Regions from separate parts of the Mus musculus genome. Here region 1 is linked to region 2. Evidence: chromatin contacts called from public Hi-C data. All regions are on one chromosome and are shown on one strand. Each heading gives the region's core, a stretch centred on a gene start, on an enhancer-like site or on the middle of the called end of the contact. The rest is flanking DNA. Distances are from core to core; before and after follow the strand shown. Region 1 holds the start of Lig4 (ligase IV, DNA, ATP-dependent). Region 2 holds the start of Evi5l (ecotropic viral integration site 5 like).

Region 1 (5,919 bases), core at 883-3,382, 5.8 Mb before region 2:
TAATTCATGCCAAAAGACAGAGCAGATCGACAAAAAACAAAACAAAACCCAACGTTCAAACTTAAAGCCAGTGTGTCACTTGGTTCCTGCTGCCTGGTAGACAAGTGCACAACTAAAGGTTTACTTTAGGTTGCCAGCTCAGCCAAGCACACTCCCTGATGCATTCTCGCTTCACACCAATGGCTAAAAAAAAAAAGAGGCCCAGTGACTTCAAGTGTGCGACAACTCTCTGGATTTTATGGCCCCGTCGCCCGCAGCTGCGAGGTTAGCAGGTCTGCACCTGTTACAGACAAACGCGCCCAGTCCCTCCGACCCAAGCCCGGGGTTTGCTGGCCGACTGTTCTGGGAGTAGATACGGGCTCCCGAATCCGAGCTGCGGGGTGAGGAGGTCGGGGAGGCCGCCCGCGTCCCCGCCGCACTTACTCAGGCTCGCGGGCGGGCTGCGCAGTCGGCCGCGGGCTCGGAACCCGGCTCCGCGCTGCAGCGAGGCCCCGCGCCGCCCCCGCCGCTCCTCATCGTCTTCCTCCCGCCGAGGGGCCGCCGTCGCCACTGTCTAGCCCGGAGCTCCTGCGGCGCGGCGGGCCCAGCTGGCGCAGCCTCCACTTCCGGCTCGCGCGCGGTGTCCCTGGCAAATAACCCCGCCGGCCCCCACATAACCTGTTCTCCAGCTTCCTCCCGGGAGCGCGAAGCCAACCTGTGCACCCCTATGCGCATGCGCAGGACACTGGGCTCCGCCTTCATGCTACGGTAGCCCGTAGGGGCAAGATACATCTCGGCGTTTCCAGTCAACTGCTGCCTGAACACATTTCGGAGAACAAGGAGTTTCTCTTCTCTCCTCTTCTCCCCTCCTCTCCCAAATGTGCCTGCTCTTGGCTATGCTCTTTCACTTATCTGCACTAAACTTTCTCTTCCACCATGCCTAACTTTCAGGTAGTTATGCCCTTCCTTTTTACTTTTTTTTCCCCCCACTCTGAGGATAAAACAAATTTGGTTCTCCATTAACCATGCAGCTAAAAAGCACATTAGAGCAAGAGCTTTGAATTAACTAATAGCTTTTCTCGGCTCATAATTTGTGGTTCTTTCGTATCAGTAAAGCAGAGCCCGACCTGTGCCTGACGTCGGAGCGCAGGAGCAGTTGAATAAGACACGGATGTGTAAGAGTTGTACAAGCTGTACGAGCACCGCTGATGCTCCTGTACAGTAACGTGTGGCTTTGCAACACCACAGGGAAACTATCGTGAGACTAAGGGAAACTACAGAGAAAATAACTGGCCACACGGAGCCGTAGGATCTGGCCCCACTTTAAACTAGCCCTGGACTGTCGGCCTTGTGAAATGCAGCGTAAACACATTAGACAACCCCTGAAAGCAATTGACACTCTAGTGTCTCACCAGGACTGCAAAGTTTCACCTTCAAAGAAAGTGTTCCCCACACTTTGCCTATAATTTCTGAACTCTTATTGGTGGAGTAGGGCAGGTCATAGCCACCAATGCCAGTGGAAAGTAAGAGTTTCTGAGACGTGGAGCGTACGTTTATACTTCTATTTTGAGTATCTAGTATAGTTATTGAGTGACAGTAAGGTGTTCAATAACACTATCAGCTAGCTTTATTCCAAATCACCGAGCACCATTGAAAAGCCTTTAGTCCATGTAAGTATGTTTCTGCGCCATGAATTATTTATTACTATGTAATACATAATTATTTTTATTATTATGTATTATTTCTGCACAGTGAAAAGGCTACCAAGAACACAGAACCTGAATTAATTTTGCAAAAGTCTTTTTCTGGAGCCCTAGACTTTTTAGGTGGGAGGATTCTCTTCTGTCCTGGAAGTCTTCAGAAGCCAGTCCTGTCAGGGCAGCAACCCAGGCTCCAAGTTCCTCAAATTCGGCTCAACGATGACATCCAGCGGCGAGGGACCGAACATCCTTTGCTACAGGCAGAGACAGTGGAGGCGCGCTGCGCAGGCGCTCTGAGCCGCCGCGCCGGCCCGCCCCTGCCTCGCCTGTGCCTTTAAAAGCCGGCAGGCTCGCCTGTTCCCACTGCGCCTGCGCGGCAAGCAGCTGGCGGAAACGCCCGGCCGGCTTCTTGTGGCGGCAGCTTCCGGTCGGAGTGGGGCGGGGCAACCTCTGCTAAGCAAGTGGTGTGGCGGGTTGGAGGAGGCAGGGAGGTTCTTGGTCCTAGGGAGGCTGCGTCCTTCCCGTGCTTTGTCCCAGCGTCACCACCCGCCTTCCACGGTGCAGCCGGCTCGCTGGGGACTGATTTCAGGTGGCAGCCACCGGGTGAAGAAATCGTGTCCTGATGCTTAGTTGTATCCGCACGCTGCCCTGCCCCCTGCCACCTAGCTACCTGGGACCTGCGCGCTCCCCCAGCTCCTTCATTCGGCAGGGTTGGGGTTCACGGGCTGCTTAGGTAAGCAAAGCACTAATGCAACAGGTATGGAGGCACCTTCCAAAGCCTGTGGTCATCGACTTTACCACGAGTTAAAATGTTTGAGTGCATTTGAACTTCAGCACCTGAAGCCTGCCAACGAACTTAATTGTTTTATTGGGGATGGAAAGCATAATATCAAACCTCCGAGTGATAAAACAGCAGAAATTCAAATAGTTAACTCCTGTAGTTGGTGTTGAACAAAATGTGTGTGTTTGATAGCAATTTGAATTCTTGGTTTTCTGTGTTGATAGTTGTTTTAAGATGCTCGTGTATTCACACCATTGCCTACAATACACTATTATTATAAACGCAACTTGAATCGTTTGCTCCAGCTCGTTGAGAAAAAGTTCGAGACTATATGTATTCTCCAGATATACCTATAGAAGTGCACTTGTATTGGGACATTCAGAAAGTATTTAATACACGTCATCTTACATGCGTTGTACAGAAATTATAACTGTAGTATTATGCACCACCATGTACCCACTTGAAGGACCCAGGTGGCTGGTGCAGTCAGTTATGCAAACCAGCTTCAACAAGGGAAGCAGTTAACCAAAATTGTAGTTACAGATGTCAGAAGATACAGTCCCAGGTGGCTTATCTTGATCTGACCTGCTGATTTAGTTGTGTTTCCTCTGTGAAAAATACGACTTAGAAGTGATGTTTGTTTTGTCCTCTATAAGCTACTAATGCTGTGAATAGTTTCCAGAGCAGGCTGAACTATGTTTGATGTCTATTTAACCAGCCCAGCCCTGATCCCCTCCTCCTTTTTCCATAAAGCATTTAATAATTAGTTCCACAAACAAATTTGAGCTATATGATATTCATCACTGGGAGCACAAATTGCCACTTGATGTGAGACTTTTCTTTGTGGAGTAGGGAAGTAGAGTATGAGGAATTTCATAATCTCCACTGCCTGGCCAGATACTGTTGTCTGAAGTCACATAATAAAGCATTAGTTGTTTTTCCTGGAACATGCATTTTACTTGAAATTATTTTTAGAATACTTGTTTGACTATTATATAGTTTAAGTTGCATTAAAGTAACTGACATGCATTCCTGTAGAACATGTAGGGATATTTAAAACTTTGCAAAACTTCACACTTGTGTTAATATATGTTAGGGAACATTCTAAATCCTGTTCATTCATTTCCTTGATTTCCAAAACCTTTGGCGAAAAGGCAGTGATTACTAGGGTTGGGATTTTGATATTTGGTAAAGCACTGTGTTAGCATAGTTTGATCTCTTTGTGCCTTTTGTTCTTTACAGTGTATATGCTGTCGTCATAAAGCAGAAGCAACCCTATCATACTGCCTGGCTCATGTGTAGTCACTGAATATTTGGGAAATAGCAGGCAGAAAAATATGAACAAAAATTATAAATTAGGGCAGTGGTGGCACGTGCCTTTAATCCCAGCACTTGGGAGGCAGAGGCAGGCAGATTTCTGAGTTCGAGGCCAGCCTGGTCTACAGAGTGAGTTCCAGGACAGCCAGGGCTACACAGAGAAACCCTGTCTTGAAAAACCAAAAATAAATTAATTAATTAATATTTGTATATATATGGTAAAAATAGGTAAAAATGATGCTGTTTTGGGGTCTGATTTCCAGTTGAGGTTTGAATGGCAGAGGGGTTTGCCCCAGCTGTCAATGAAGGGATGAGGTAAATGGAGACATAAGCCTTTTGGCTGGAAGAGAAGGATAGCTGTTGTTTGTCTTTGTCAACTGTGGTTCAGATTTCAGAATGCCCAAGAAATAGGACTCCAGTTCAGTGAGCAAGTGATTTCTTAGAATCGTTGATGGCAATTAGTTTGTCTTAGGTGCTGTATAATTACCCAAGAAACAAGAAACATAAACAGACTTTACTTTTAAACCTTAGAAATAAAATTTGCCACAACTGATTTGACTTCCATTACTAAAAATAATACTTTTGTATTCGGTGCTAAATAGTCAGTAGCTAGAATACCATTGAATGTTAACATTTAAGATAAGTTGATAGGCATAGGAAATGAAGCTGAGACTTGAGAGGAAGTGTTGGTCAGGACCAGAAGGAAAGCAGCTACCTGTGTATCCACTTATTGCATTGACCTGTTATTAAGTAAACTTAAGAGTTATTATGATCTAAGTCACCTCTATAAGCACTTTGTTTTAAATGTTTATAAATTGCCACTGCCACTTAAAGTTACTTTTCCTTTTGCTTTATCAGTTCAAACCGGAGGATTTGTTGTCGCTTCTATGGCTTCCTCACAAACTTCACAAACTGTTGCAGCTCATGTCCCCTTTGCAGACTTATGTTCCACACTAGAACGGATACAGAAAGGTAAAGACCGTGCAGAAAAAATCAGGCACTTCAAGGAGTTTTTGGATTCGTGGAGAAAATTTCATGATGCCCTTCATAAGAACAGAAAGGACGTTACAGACTCTTTTTACCCTGCAATGAGACTCATTCTCCCCCAGTTAGAAAGAGAGAGGATGGCTTATGGAATCAAAGAAACCATGCTCGCTAAGCTCTACATCGAATTGCTGAACTTACCACGAGAAGGCAAGGATGCCCAGAAGCTCCTCAATTACCGAACCCCCAGTGGAGCTCGCACGGATGCTGGGGACTTTGCCATGATTGCATACTTTGTTTTGAAGCCAAGGTGCTTACAGAAAGGAAGCTTAACCATACAGCAGGTAAATGAACTCTTAGACTTAGTTGCCAGCAATAACTCTGGCAAAAAAAAAGACCTAGTGAAAAAGAGCCTTCTTCAGTTAATAACCCAGAGTTCAGCACTGGAGCAAAAATGGCTGATTCGCATGATTATCAAAGACTTAAAGCTTGGCATCAGTCAGCAAACAATATTTTCCATTTTCCACAATGATGCAGTTGAGTTGCACAACGTCACCACAGATCTGGAAAAGGTCTGCAGGCAGCTGCATGACCCCTCTGTAGGGCTTAGTGACATCTCTATCACTCTGTTTTCTGCCTTTAAGCCAATGCTAGCTGCTGTAGCAGACGTGGAGCGTGTGGAGAAGGACATGAAGCAGCAGAGTTTCTACATCGAAACTAAGCTTGATGGTGAGCGCATGCAGATGCACAAAGATGGCGCGCTGTACCGGTACTTCTCCAGAAACGGTTACAACTATACCGACCAGTTTGGTGAATCTCCACAGGAAGGCTCTCTCACCCCATTTATTCACAATGCGTTCGGGACAGATGTGCAAGCGTGCATCCTTGACGGTGAGATGATGGCCTACAACCCAACAACACAGACTTTCATGCAGAAGGGGGTCAAGTTTGATATCAAAAGGATGGTGGAAGATTCTGGCCTACAGACTTGTTACTCTGTTTTTGACGTACTGATGGTTAATAAGAAGAAGCTAGGGCGCGAGACTCTTAGGAAGAGGTATGAGATCCTTAGTAGCACTTTCACACCCATACAAGGCCGCATAGAAATAGTGCAGAAAACTCAAGCTCATACAAAGAAGGAAGTAGTGGATGCATTAA
Region 2 (6,031 bases), core at 2,818-5,317:
TAAACTGGCTCTGTAGAACAGGCTGGCCTTGAACTCCTGCCTCTGCTTCCTGAGTTCTGGGACAAACCAGCATGCACCAACCACCACCCAGCTGAGAGACCTCTTTCAAAAAACAAGGTGGACAGAGTCTGGAGATATGGCTCAGTGGTTAAGAGCACTGGCAGCTCTTGCAGAGAACCAGGGCTTGATTCCCAGTACCTACATGACAGCTTAATACATATTCTGAGGAATGACACTCACGGCTGACCCCTGGACTCCACATGTACACGCACACACATGCGTTCACTCATATGTGAAATATTAACACATACACCTACCATGTCCCCTACAAACAAAATGTTTCACAAGCACATGGATACATGTTAAGAACAGACATTAAAGTGCAGGCAAAATATGCCAAAGGAGCATTGGAAACGTTCCTCTGAGGGATGGTATCTTCTCCAACTGGGGTGTGGACACAGGGAGCATGTTAGCTCTCAACAACTTCCTTCTTTCTAGTGCTTGACTTTGGCTTTCCTGGAGATGGTATGGTTTGTACCTTCTCCCAATTTTCCCAATCTCAGATCCCTTTTTGACCATGAGTGCCTGATGGTCTGTACTGTCATATGGATCACATTTGGTAGACGCTGGCCTAAAGGGTAAAGCTCATCCATCCATCTGTCCATCCCTAGAAGTCACTCACGCATCCCATGAAAGAACTATGCTGGTGCCCAGCCCCTGTCCAAGTACTTCTGGGACACCCTAACCTGCCACGCCTGCCTGGTGACTGCATCCATAAGTCATCCCTGTCACACCTTCCTGGACGTCCTTTCTCAGAGCTCTTACGGCAGTGTAAGTAACTCTGTCTCCTGCATTCCTACTGCAGCAGCAGCAGCAGCAGCAGCATGTGATAGCAAAGGAACACACTGGAACACTGGCTCCTTTCGGTCGGTCGCTCAGAGGATTAAATGAGATGATATGCAAATGATGTTTGGCATAGTGAACACAAGACAAGAGCTCAATCAATGTGTGCTTCTGGGTCTAACTCTTCCTCAAGCTGGCTGTGCAGGCTTTAGATACAGGCCATCTGAGTCAATTCCCTGGGCACAGTGGGGTTATCACCCATAAACACTGACTTGACATTCTACAAGACTTGTTTCTGATCTACTAGTACCTATCAAAGCACAGACACAAAAGACAATGTATCTATATCCCCAGGCTACAGCAAAGCTGTGTTGGCTCTACTCAAAGACTTAAAGCCTTCTTGTACTTTCTACAGAGTTCACAGTCTATCCCAGGGGCCCTTTCTAACCCGCTGTGTCCATCTGTGCAAAGTCCCCTGGGGAGTGGGGGGAGGTCTTGCAGCTTCTCATGTGCCACATGACCTTCAAGTCTTTTCATGCACTCTTGCTCTCAAATGGACATGATAAACTTCTATCTTGTGTCCATCAGGAGGGCTGCCAGTAGTTAGTTCCCCATGTCCTCAGTCCTTCCAGAAGATGCCTGCATGACTACAAGTCCCACAACAGATCATCTTTTTTCTTCATTCTTTCAGCCCTGATTTAAGCCAGCTTCCTGCAAGATGGCTAAGTCCTTCAGATATGGCTACTATCCACTGAAGACAGGGATCATCAGGGCCAGTGACAATACCAACTTTGCTAGGTGTGTGTGGGGTCTGTTCTGCTAAACCCCACTGTTCTGCTAAACCTCACTGCTCCCAGGAAACACATTAGGCCACACCCTAATCTAACTGGCTTGACTGCAGCAGAATACTACTATTCTAAGGGCTTTTTCCCCCAACCCCCATTTTCCAGATGGAGAAGTTGAAGTTCTAAGCCAAGATGAGTTTTTTTTTTTTATTCAAATCTGTTCAGAATTTGTTTGTAAATATTCTACAAGGAAACCTAGGCTTTTTATCTGGGTCTTTCCAGGCATAACCAAATGCTTGTTAGGAGCTGGTTTGTTCTGGATTCTCCTTTACACTCCCTAGTTCTACAACTACAGCCAGTTCTGCAATCTCTTCTTTCCTCTCTGTCTTGTGCCGGGGCCAAGCTACCTGTGATCCCTTCCAAACCACCACAGTCAACCGCAGGAATCCAGAGGGAACCCACAGGTGGGACCCTAGGATGGGAGCTGTGGGGCAGAATTGGTAGGGAGAACCAATACAATACAACCATGAAGAGTGAGGGATGTGGGGAGTCTGGCTTAATGACAGATTGGCTGGGAGTGGTGTATATGGGAGTGGGGGTGTCAAGCAGAGGGGGTTGTCAATCAGAGCACTCATCCTTTCACACACACCCCCCCTGTCTTCTTCACATTTTAACCCTTCTGAAAATATTCCTTAAAGAGGTGCTTGCTTTTGGCAGGTCTGACCCAGTCTGAGCAGATCCCACATGCTAGGAGGAAGCTGTTTTATTTTGACCAAACATTGGTGGTGGGTAAAAGAACTCACAGGGCTCTCAGAAACTGGCCTTGATGAGCACCTTAGATGGCAGCACTGTCTATATCATCTGAGGCCAACAGATGCCATAGGCTCAAGGATGCTGGTCCTACCAGTCTGGTCAGACTTTAGGATTGGGGCCAGGAGCCGCTGGAAGATCTCACTCCCCATGGTATGTATAGGGAGGTGCCATTGATTTGGAGATGGGCACTGGTTCCTTTTGGGACACTGGTGTAGGAAAGAATGTCCTTCCTATTAAAAAGGATAAGAAAGAGAGAGGGGGGGGAGAGATTTGTGGTAGGTAGATCTTAGGCCCTGACACGCCCTGGAGTCCCAACTCAAAGAGAATGGGGTGGAAGGGACAGGCTAGGTGCTGGGGACAGAGCTTGCCACCTCACAATCTTCTGTCTTTTGTCTGAGTTAGGAGGTCTGTTGAGGGTACTGGGCTCAAGAAGGTGTATAGAAGTTCTCATGTGTGTGTGTGTGTGTGTGTGTGTGTGTGTGAGAGAGAGAGAGAGAGAGAGAGAGAGAGATGGGGGGGGGAGAGCACTCATGGGCCTGGGTCTGGGTTGGGCCCTTAGGTTCCTGTATATTTAGGGGTATCTAAATGACCCCACTCTGTATCAGAAAGATGGATGGGGAGGGTGTGTCTATGGGGGATGGGATTCAGCACTATCTTTTGGTCTTTTGGGAAGTCCTGAGTGTTCATTTCTTCAGGAAGATGCCATCTAGATGGCTCAAGATCAGCAACAGTGTATAGTCTTCTCAGAAGACTAGAAGTGATGTTTTTTTTGTTTTTGTTTTTATTGGAGCCCTTGAGCAGGAGGGGTGCCAAGTGAGCAGGCTGAGCTGATGTCTCTGGATTCAGTTGGGAATCTTTCCGTTTAAGAGGTGAGGCATGGGTTTCTGTGGAGTCAGAAAGAAAGAGTATAGGGCTCTGATCTTGGTCTCCTTGGAGAGGATGAGGGTGTAGGCCAGACACAGAAGACAGGAAGCCAAGTGGGAGGTTTAGGGGGATGTAAAGGCAAGAGATGTGCAGATGGGAGGGGTCCTGGGACTCGGGGTGGTGGTGGTGGTGGTTGTGGATTGGAAAGGAGACGCTCATGGTGTGTGTGTGTGGGGGGGGGCAGGTCTGCAGACTGGGGGATGGGGAAGCCCTGGACAGATTCTAACAGAGGAGTCTTGGGAAAGATGTACAGAGGTCCTGAGCCTGTGGGGGACGTCGCGAAGAGACACTGGGTCTTAGGAGCCCTGGGAGGGATCCTGAGGGGATCGGGAAGGAGGGTGGGCGGAGGCCGGAGTTCCAGGGTCCGGGACTGGGAATGCCAAGGCTCCCAGCGTGGATTCTGGAGGCGAGGCGACCCCAGGTCACGCTCCTGGTTTGGCTTCCCCGCGGGGCCCCGCAGCACTGACGCCCCCAAGGAGAAGAGGCCCGGTTCGGGCCGCCCTACCTGCGCCGAGAGCGCCTCCATCGCCGCGCCGAGCCTCGCTGTCCCTGCGCTGTGTCGTCCGATGCCCCGACCCACGGTCACGTCTGCTCGAGGGTCCCGCAAACCCCGCGGCCCGGCCCCTTTCAATCAGCCACCCCCGGGGACCGCGGCCGTCGCTGGCTCCGCCACTGCCATTTCACCCGCTGACAGGAGCCGCTGCCCCGCCCCCCGCCCCCCAGCCCAGTCAACCAATTCACCGCCCCCTTAGGCCTTTGGCTCCGCCCACTGTAGAAGAATGACATAAGACCTGACCAATCCATAGCCACCCCGTGAGGCGGACCCTGGCTACGGTTCTCTGAGGAGAGGAGCGAATTGAAATGAGAGAATCTGTGATGGACATCTAATTTTACCTATCAAAATAAGTAATAATATTGATCGACACCTAAACTACTAATAGTGATGGGCGAGAGGTGTGCCTCGGAAGGAAAGCTGAGGCCTTGAGCAACCCTTAGCTGAAAGCACTAAGCCCCGCCCAGAGCTGGAATTCTACCCAATCATGAGAGGTTCTGAGCCGTCCATTACTATCTGCTCTTCAAACCTCGTCCCTGGTAACTGTTGAGATGGGAGGGGTGTGCTGTGAAAGAGATCCTGACTTCTAAGCAGTCAGCGACACTGATGGAAGGCGGGCTCTTGTATTTGACCAATGGAGTCGTGAGACTGGGAATGAGGTTGGCGTCCTGGGCGGTAGGACTTAAGGCCATGGGCTGAATGAAATGGAGGAGTTAATGAGGAGGCGTGTCTCGGTGCAAGGATAGGCGGGACCAGACAAGGGCCGGGCTCCTGGCTTGGGTTTTAGATCGGGCGTATGCAGAAGGCCTCTCTTCAGAGCCAGCATCTCTGTGGTGGCCGGGTGGTTAGGTCAGGTCCTACCCTTGCTGGGTGAATCTGGCATCAAAACGCCGATTGCATCCTTCATTTGCCCCAACCATTATCTCTCCTGGGACGGGGCGGGGCGGGGCGGGGATGGGGTATAGAGCGGCGGAGGGGGTGTCAGGTCTCCTTTGGGTCCAGAGCCGCACACGTGAGAGCTGCTTTAAAGGCTTGAAGAATGAATGAATGAATGGGACCTTGGTTCTTTTGCCGACTCCCCCTTGTCCTCGTTTTTTTCCTCCTCCCCTTTCTCCTTCCACTTTGTTTTTATTTTTTTTTTATTTTAATTTTTGAGACAGAGTCTATTGTAGTCTTAGGATGACCTCAAAATTTTCTGTGTAGCAGAGGGTGACTTTGAACTCCAGATCCTCCCACTTTTCACCTTCCACTCACCACCTTGGCCAGATCCTAGATTCTTTTAATAAGTAAGTGAGGGCAGAGAGCATGTATGACCCATCATTGACAGCTACAAGACTTGAGAAGAGGATGACTCCAGGGTGTGGGTTATGGGCCTTGGACAGGGTGGGGCAAGGAAGGATGTGTCATAGAAGGAAAGCTGAGATCATAGGTTCAGCAGGGGGAGTGGTTCCCCTCTGGAGGAGACTGATGAGTAGTGGAGTACAGCCTGATTCACAAAAGGCTACAAAAAAGTTCAGCATGATGGCTGAAGATCGGGGGGGGGGGGGGGGGACACGAGGGGAAACAGAGGAGTCTATTCAGAATAGGGACTGTCAGGATTTCTAAGGTTTGAGATCTTAACCTTTTGTATAGTCAGGGCTTCTATTTGATACTAACAGTTGACAGTCACATGGATTTTTAAATTTTTAATTTTGTTTTTGTTTTTGTTTTGTTTTGTTTTGTTTTTTGAGACAGGGTTTCTCTGTATAGCCCTGGCTGTCCTGGAACTCACTCTGTAGACCAGGCTGTCCTGGAACTCAGAAATCTGCCTGCCTCTGCCTCCTGAGTGCTGGGATTAAAGGCAAGCGCCACCACGCCCGGCTTAAAATTTATGAGATAGGGTCTCACCACAGCTCAAGCTGGCTTCCAACTCGCAGCGCATTTGACTGGTGTCAAACTCAGAATTTTCCTACCTTAGTTTCCAGAGTGCATGGATGTGTATTATAGTGTTGATCTCATACACTCTCCCTCTTTTATCTATATTGCCCCATTAAAATTTTGAAACTGTTAAGAAAAACTAGACTATTACTAAATACTCAGGTGATTGAAAACCTCATTCCATCCACATTTCTGT

Evidence for each region. A called contact is a pair of places that touch in the nucleus more often than the background predicts.
Region 1: a Hi-C map of CD4 T cells shows a contact between it and region 2, with 6 times the contacts expected there. The contact joins the promoter of Lig4 here to the promoter of Evi5l in region 2. A contact is called at or near these places in 2 of 484 Hi-C or Micro-C datasets (CD4 T cells and regulatory T cells).

What each region holds. Positions count from the first base shown.
Region 1 is chr8:9,972,524-9,978,442 of GRCm38.p6, reverse strand. Lig4 (ligase IV, DNA, ATP-dependent) reads left to right here and starts at 2,132. Exons shown (of 2, transcript NM_176953.4): 1 at 2,132-2,412; 2 at 4,636-5,919. The coding sequence starts at 4,665. It overlaps Abhd13 (abhydrolase domain containing 13), which reads right to left and starts at 726. Exons shown (of 2, transcript NM_001081119.1): 1 at 424-726.
Region 2 is chr8:4,164,603-4,170,633 of GRCm38.p6, reverse strand. It overlaps Evi5l (ecotropic viral integration site 5 like), which reads right to left and starts at 4,067. Exons shown (of 20, transcript NM_001346730.2): 1 at 3,871-4,067. The region is part of intron 4 of 4932443L11Rik (a long non-coding RNA gene); the gene reads left to right.